Linked DNA regions of Mus musculus: region 1 is linked to region 2. A link is a contact called in public promoter capture Hi-C data. All regions are on one chromosome and are shown on one strand. The core of a region is the stretch at or near the end of the contact, and the rest is flanking DNA. Distances in the headings are between cores, read along the strand shown.

What was found. Promoter capture Hi-C pulls out the DNA fragments that hold promoters and counts their contacts.
Region 1: a promoter capture Hi-C map of the SN4741 cell line shows a contact between it and region 2, with 2.8 times the contacts expected there. The contact joins the enhancer-like site here to the promoter of Frk in region 2. A contact is called at or near these places in 10 of 39 promoter capture datasets (the 3T3-L1 cell line, 3T3-L1-derived adipocytes, the SN4741 cell line and 4 more), 6 of 484 Hi-C or Micro-C datasets (the AML12 cell line, the C2C12 cell line, the MC3T3-E1 cell line and 3 more), 2 of 115 datasets of contacts at active chromatin or transcription factors (intestinal crypt epithelium and intestinal villus epithelium) and 2 of 9 other capture datasets (adipose tissue and pancreatic islet).

The regions. Positions count from the first base shown.
Region 1 is chr10:34,616,863-34,621,326 of GRCm38.p6, reverse strand. No RefSeq gene overlaps it. Among named protein-coding and RNA genes, the nearest start is that of Frk, 140 kb to the right of the region's middle. Within about 2 kb of position 2,681, at least 34 of the 459 cell types and tissues checked have an H3K27ac peak or open chromatin away from gene starts, as enhancers often do. A contact at or near this core is called in the C2C12 cell line, the SN4741 cell line, adipose-derived mesenchymal stem cells and 1 more, where this site is marked.
Region 2 is chr10:34,481,245-34,485,233 of GRCm38.p6, reverse strand. It overlaps Frk (fyn-related kinase), which reads right to left and starts at 1,834. Exons shown (of 9, transcript NM_010237.3): 1 at 1,646-1,834; 2 at 865-1,489. The coding sequence starts at 1,229.

The DNA.
Region 1 (4,464 bases), core at 1,432-3,931, 140 kb before region 2:
TTCAGATTAAAAAAGGCAGCTTCTTCCACACACTGAGTTCTCCCTTATACACCTCCACTGTAGGACTGCAATTACTTCCCTGAAACCAACTTAGTGAGTATATTCCTTCCCATAACACTTGAGGAAAGCAGAAGACAAAGAAGCTCCATGAGAACAAAACAAGTCTCAAACTAACACAGGAATTTAGCAAGTATGGCAAATGAAAGTAGATAAAAATATATTAAACCCAAACCCAATTTTATAATTTTCATAAGGTAAATAGGCCCCTAAAAACTGAAAGTATCAAAAGCTGAAGATACAAGACATCCTTCTCTCGTGTCCTGAGAGAAGACTCATAGGTTGAAAACCCTTGGTAGGATTTTTGGAGAAAGGTCTTTCAAATTCAAATCAGCTTGAAACTTATATATGATCACATGTTGGGTGCTGGGAGTATGGAAAGAGGTCGAGGGGGAGAATGCCCACGTCTGGCCAGAGCTCCTGTGCTCTGGGCAGGCAGATGTGGGAGGGCTGTGAGACGCTTTCCATTTGGCCCTGGGGTGGGCATCTAAGCCACTGACTCCACTCGGTGGGGGGTGGACAAGGGGAAGCTCCTGATATCAGGGGCTCCGGGGTGACACCCTTGGCCCTAGGGGATACAGGAGAGAGGGCAGAGGGAGAGAGGTTCCCACGCAGGCGAGAGTCCTTAGTCCAGGCCTTGACTGGAGCACAGGAAGGCCTTCCATCTGGAGATTAGAAACAGCTCATTAGGAAGAAGCCTATCGCATTGTCCAAGCACAGTGGGCTTTGATGAACAGAGACAATCTATGGTTTTAGAGCTTTATTGTAGAAAGGCAGGAGGAAAGAAAGAAGGAAAGAAAGAGAGGCCAGCCATGACCAAGAGGAGGGATGGGAGAAAGAGAGAGAGAAAGAGGAAAGGCTAGAGCGTAAGAGGGGGAGAAAGAGAGAGAGAAAGAGGAAAGGCTAGAGCGTAAGAGGGAGAGAGAGAGAGTAAGAGAGTGAGAGGATAGAGTGAGGAGAGAGAGTAAGACAGAATGAGGAGAGCATGAGGAGAGAGTGAGGTGGGGTCAAACAGCCCCTCTTATGGTGGGCTGTTATTTTATTGTTGCTAAGTAAGTGGGAGGAGTCTAGCCTGAAGGTCAGAAGCTTGGGACATTGTCTACATGACTACTAGGCACATGCTTCTCTTGTGAAAGCTGTGGGGGTGGTAACTTCGACAGGAGCCAGGGTTCCAGGAGACATGAGGGTACACCTACCGTCCCATGTAGGTGAATTATCACCATTGGGTTTCTCCAGGATTCAGACCTCAGCTCGACTGGAGACCAGCCTGTCTGTGAATAGCCCATTGCCCCACAGTCACAGTTATTTTTCTATGTTAAAGTTAGTATCCTTGGCTTCCTACACAACTTTATTTAAAATCTGGCCTTGTCACCCTCTTCCATCTCAGACCAACGCTATCTCTGATTTTCAGTGTGACTCCTGAGCCCCTAGAATGCATATCTGGATAATAGCCCTCACCACACTGTACTCATACACATTCCCTATAACTAGCCATCCTGAAGGACTCAACCTGGGCTTGAGTGGTTTTTTGGTTCATTTGTTTGCTTGCTTGCTTGATTGATTGATTGATTGATTGATCGATTGATTGGTGTTTTTGGAGTTGAACTTGCTGGATTTGCAGTTTATATACCAACCATGAGTTGCTACCCTTGGGCATATTAGTTAGCCACTTTTAACTTTTGTTTTTTAATCTGAAAAATGAGCTTTTGTCTAGGTTAAAGACTTGTTTTGATAATCAAGAGAGACAAATGCATGGAGCTGCACGTGGCACAGGATTCTGCACGCTACACATGATCTGATGAAAGTCCAGTCTTTTCAGGTGTGATGATACAAGCGTTGTATCCTGAAGACAACTGGAGAGGCGAAGATAGGCTGATCTCTGTGAATTTAAAACCAGGCTGGTCTACATAGCAAGTTCTAGTACCAACCAGGGTTATATAGGGTGCTTTACCCATAGAACTCATTCATCTCTGTATCTCAACCTTCAAGAGAGATTTACTACTCACTTTAAGATTAAATTAATTTGCTTTACTTAACCACACATTGACCAAATTACAAAAGGAAACACTATATAGCAAGGGAATAACTGTGAAGAATTAGCTGCCCATACAGCACCCATTAAGTGGTATTTCGAGTTAGCTATACTTAATAACATGTACATAGATCCAAATATTTTAAGACCTTCATAAAATATTCAAGGCATTTTCTTCATGAAATTCTCATTGCAATTCGTAAATACTAACAATATTTCTAAGAGCAGGAAAAACTGATTATAAAATTAAATTATTTGATTTGGCAAAATACTGTCAACAAATTACTGCCTGAGACTGAAATAGATACAATAAAACTGAGATTTCAAGAGAGGAGACCTAGTTCTTCCAAGACAACTCTGCTAGTATCTCTACTCATCTATACTTTTTTCCTTCTTCCTCATTGCTTTTCTCCTCATCATCTCAGATCTCAGTTGGACCATTCAGCAAAACAGAAAGGATGAAGAAAGAGAAAAGGGGACAGCACCATGTGGTTTGAAACCTGGGAAATCCCTGAATTCCTCAGGGAAGACCAACCCTTTCTCTTCCTGCTATAGTCTTGGTTCCCCTGCTATCACTCAGTGTGACTCAGCATTCAGAAGTTCCATATAAGGGAAACGGAATGTTCTCTCAAGGGCACTTTAGCCAGAAACACTCTGGAAATCTAAGGTTTCCGTGGTCTGATTCACATTTTCTCCCAAAACAATACCAACAAGAAAGTTGATGCTGCACAAACATTTCCCGGCATTTAACCAAATAGAGCTTCTCTTGTGTAAACTCTTTTCCCTATGAGGCCTTTCTTTTGAGAATGTAACAAGGCAACGCCAGAAATGGAAGAGAAAAGGTAATTGTATCATTCCTGCAGAAGTGCATGGATTTTGATTATCATTAGAAATCTATGTATTATTATATAGTAGGCTGAAAATACTAATTCTTCTTTACTCAATACATTAATCTATAATTGTAGTATTGAGTATGTAATACAATACAGATTAACTGGTTTTTTGGCCTCCTAAAAATACCACTGTGACTTAGATGTGCTAAAGGTATCAGCACAAAATCAATACTTTACATATAAATATTTAAATTTTGTGCAGAAAATGCATTAAGTATTTAGTGGGAGAAAATAAAATTATTCTAAAATTTCAAATTATGTAGAGTTAATACCACAAGCAACATATTATTTTCTCCTGTTTCCTGATCTAAACATTCTAACGCACAATGGGAAAAATTATACAATTTACATTAGCATAATAATTTAATAATAATTTGAGTCACCTATTATTAAAGAACATAAATTGTAAATTATTGGTTTATGCTAGTGTTTAAAATATTTTCCTTTTTGTATTAATAGTAATCCCAATGCCTGGAGTTTTCCATATTAATTTCACAGAGATCTATTTATAATTGCTGGCTAAATGAATAAATAAGTAAGCGAAGGTATATAAAAAGTATTTCAATTCATTTGAAATATAATTAGACATGTGGGAATCTATTCAGGATGCATCGTGAAATACACATAAAAACTTCTATAAAGGTGATGTGCTATAAGCTCTGTTTTGGTGAGGAGTACTCAAGTCTATTTTAATAACAAACATCTACAAGAATTGAAATGTGTATTTTTTTATTTCTCTAAAATTTGGATACATTAGAGAGATCATAACATCCAATTCTTCATTGAAGTTTTGAGAACTTAATAATGGAAGAACTTCCCTCACTAATATTTGACACAACTGAATGTGATATGAGAATTTTTACATTGGTTTTCCTCTTCTTAGCTTTTTCTTTCTGATCCCAACCTTCAGCAGCAAGCTGGGCCCCCATCTGCTGGTCACATTGAGAACTAATAAACAGCTTGTCCTACTTCTTCGATTTTTGCAGTTTCTTGTTGCTTGTTCTCACTTGCCTAACATTGCACAACTTGCATGCTTTGTGATTTTAATGCACAAAGACAAAATAAAACCATTAGCGTTTGCACTTCTCTACATTGAATACTGTGAATTTCTCTAAAATACAAGGGGAGAAAAAGATAGCACAACACATTATATTCATCTGATCTTTTTGTGAAGATATGCAATCCTGCAAGGAGGTAGAGTCCATGGAGCAGTTTCATTTGAAGGAAAATTTCTCCCACATGGCTATAGATCCTTTGCTTTTTTTTTTATTTTTGCTTCTGAGTTTCTAACAAAAGGTAAGATAACCTGAGAGTCATGGTCTCAAGGGTTCCTCTCATTTTGAAAGTTCTGTAACACTGTAAAATTAAGTTGAAGATAATCCCCAAGAAATATTTTATTACAAAACCTGTTTTGTCTAATTCAGGTCCTGAAACTCTAAGCTCTAACTACATATATTCAATAGTCAAATAAAAAACTTTCTG
Region 2 (3,989 bases), core at 585-3,084:
AGCGCCACCAGCTGGAGAAAAAGTTTCAGAACCTGAGCTTGCAGGGACATTTCCGTCTGTAAGATGTATTAAACAACCTTTTGTAGTCCATTTCTTACAAGGTTAGATCATTGTTTAACCTCCACGATCAGAGACAGATAACTAGAACTGAGGCAAAAAGCAATAATTAGATGTGTTCATCATCGGCCCCCCTTCTAAAATCACTTTTTCAGGATGAAATCTTAGTCTAGTATTGAAAGAAATATCTCCGTGATTTTTCTTCTTAAAATTTGCTGTCTATACCTGGCCACTTTTTAATCCTAAAAACCAAAAGCTATTTTCGTAATTTGAATATACCTCAGGATCTAGGAACACCAAGAAAGTTTTCTCTGTTATGATTTCACCAGGAAAAAAAAAAAAAAAAAAAAAACTACTACTGTGTAGTTGTTTTGTTGTCTTTGTAAATTAGCCCACTTGTGAGCCTACCATAATGGAAATGGTTGTGGTCAACTGCAGGATTTGTAGCATTAGTTTGGAATGCTTGGAAAGTTTACACTAACTAAACAAATAGCCTCCGATTTTAGATTTGAAAGTAGGTTTAGGAGAGACTATAGCTGCCCGTAAATGAAAATGTAGTTCTATTGAAAGTGAGGCAGAGGGAGAGTATTAGATGGACCATAGGTGTGCCCACTATAATCAAAGTCATTTTAGCAGTTCTCTCTCACTTTGCGAGAAAGACATGCTTCAATTAACAGCTTCTAGAATGCCTTTCCATACACTGGACCGATCTGTGAATGAGAGTCCGTGGATAGGAAGGAAGGAGAGTCAGAGTTCAGTATCCAACCCCGAAAGAATCAAGAAAAAAGTATGGCCGGTGCTACTCACGGCTCTGCCTGGAGACTCCGGTCCTCCGCCACGTAATTGGAAGGAATGTAGCCCTGTAGCTGCTGACCTAAGCCGGTTCCCTTCTTCTCCAAATGTCTGGCCAACCACCAGCCCTCATGCGAAGTGTCCAAGACTTGGAGTTTGTCGCCGGCACGGAAGCTCAGGTCCTCTGCAGTACGTGCTTGGTAATCAAACAGAGCCACAAAATACTGGCCATGGCTTCTCTCGGGCTCTTGTGACCTGGGAGCCTCTGGGGGACAGAAGGCCCCTGGATTCTCAATTACTACTGACTTGTCTGCCTCTTGAGACCAGCACGGGAGAAAAGGCTGCAGGTATGCCCAGAGTCTCACACAGACGCTGCCCATGGTGTTGTTCTAGCTTAGTAGTTGTAGGAGAGGATAGTCCTCTCCCCACAAGCTGTACAGAGCCACGGTCCTCCACCAGGCAGCTTCCAAATCAGCTGCAACTCACCATACCTCCCGCTTCGGATCTCTCCTCTCTCCGGCAGATCTGGGCTTGGCCAAGACACTCACAGCTGGCTTTCTGTTTGTAGCTGCTGCCCTGAGGCAAAACCAAGAGAGGACTGAGCTGGAGGTCCAGTGGGAAGGTGCTTCTTCCTGACTGCCTGGGCACCGAACAATAAGTAAAATAAAAAGGGTTTTATTTAGAGGGACATTTGAGAACAAAGAACAGCCACCTCTCCCTCTGTCCCCGGAAAAAGTTAGAGAGAGACTAACTCCAGGAACAAGCTCCCAGCCCGGCCTGCTCCAGCTGCTCTCACCCTGCTTCAAGCCTGCAGCTGAGAGAGTTCTGCTCTCTCCGGAGCTTTCCTTCTTGCTAATGAATAACCAGGCCGTGGAGGTTATCGCCTTTAACATCCTGAGCTGTACAGACTGTAATAATTCCTCCTAACTTCCTGGTTTCTTTTTGTCTGATCTAAAAGGAACTCCCAGGTCAGCTTTCCCGCTCCCTCCTCCCACACCCAGGATAGACCAGCCCCCTTACCAAGAAGCCAGATTCTTAAAGCAGCCAAAACCCAGAGAAACAGGCTAGCCCAGATGGCTATCTGTCTTGCTATATTCCCTACACAGAATGCAAGGCAGAGATTTATTTCCTCACAAATATGAGTAGGATTGTTTTGATACTGGTAGAGAAAATTTTAAAAGGAGAAAACTGGGTGTTTAGGTAGGATCTGCCAGACATGTGGCAATTGAAAAAGAGCCTTTGAGTCCCTACCATTTTTTTTTTTAATCACTAGGAATAGATTTTAATAGCCTCAGAAGTTTCTGGTGAAAAAAAAAAGAGTAGCAAAGCAGCTGGGCAAAATGCTGAGAACCCGAAAGGCTGCTTTTTCCCACAGAGACATCTCATTCCTGACCCCTTACATCGCTATTTCTGTAGCACGTGTACCCAAGCACACACAGGAGAAACAGGTGGCAGGCTGATAAGAGCATTTGTAGAGATGCTGTCTCTTCAAGTTGGACTTCAGGTCCATAGTCATGCTGACTCCGTGGGGTTGTGGTGAGACCTCAGAACAACTCAGGCTCAGGTTAAGATAGACATTCTGGGACTGCAGCACTGAGGGCCAGCAGAAAAAAATGGAAACAGGCAACCTCGGGAGGGGACCATTTCTTAAGGGAAATAAGGTTGCAAATGACAAAGCAGGCCGCAATGTTCTTTGTCTTCCACATATATGTACACCCATACATAGACACATATCCATCACACATGGCTCACACACACACACACACACACACACACACACACATAAAGCCAAATTCTGAGACATATTTTGTTTTATTTTAATACCATGAGACCTAAAACAGACTGCACGTGTAATTCCTTATTTTACACAGAAATGAAAATAGTGATCATGATACCAATGAATCATAACAAATATTCTGTACCAAACACCATGAACTGTGAAAGTGTGGTATCTTCTTGATTTCTTTAAACATGGCTTACAGATGCTGTGGTCTTTCCTGGGACATCTACATGATGTAGAAACAGAAAGAATGAGAAGGTCTACTAAGCACAGGTGGACCCAAACTCAACTTTAAGTGGATTTAAGACTCCAAACCCTTTGCTATTCTAAATTTTTGTTTGTTTGTTTGTTTTTGGTTTTGGTTTTTGGTTTTTTCGAGACAGGGTTTTTCTGTATAGCCCTGGCTGTCCTGGAACTCACTTTGTAGACCAGCCTGGCCTCGAACTCAAAATCTGCCTGCCTCCTGCCTCCCGAATGCTGGGATTAAAGGTGTGCCCCACCACACCCAGCCTTGCTACCCTAAATTTAAATATACCTTCACTGTGACTAGGTCAAAACATTGTGGGAAATGACAGTGACAAACAGCCCATCCCATCCCCTGAGGAGGTGAAGAGACTTAAATAGCACCAACAACCCAAGGATGTCAGGAAAGCAGTGGCCTGGGAACCTGACCCAGTGTGAGAAGATTTTTTCACGTCGGTGACAGTGGAACTCTCCTGGGCACCCAAGCTTGATGCCTGACAGGTGTCTTTGACACCTTCTCTGGCTGCTTTCAGCAAGTCAGTCACCTATGTCTGCTCAGCCTTCTTTTCATTTATTCCACACAAAAAAACAAAACAAAGAAACAAACACACAAACTCCATCTGAATGACAACTGGTCACTGAACAGGAAATAGAAAATTCCACAGTCTTCAATGGCCTCTCTTACTCCCGGTCATTCATCTCCGGCTTGCCTGAATCCTGAGGTGAATGGCCAGGGACTGGCAAGAGCACAGCAGCCATATGTATCGGCATTCAAGGGTTTTCTGTGTTCCCAGAACCACACTAGGAATGTTGTAAATGATTCAGTATTTAAAGAACAAGGTCTATGAAGGAGCTATGTAATTCTGTTTTGTTTTGAGAAAAAAACTGAGGCTGAGACAGGTTAGGTGACTTGCCCAAGCGGCCAGAGCCACCAGTCAGTTGAACCATGAGTAGTGAATACCCTGCAGACCCGGAAAATATAAATCCTTGGTTTTGTCAACTCAATAAACAAATAGGTAGAGAGAGAGAGAGAGAGAGAGAGAGAGAGAGAGAGAGAGGTAGATAGATAGACCTAATGCATCGTGAAGGCTAAACTCTCCAGCAGCCTTCAGCGTAT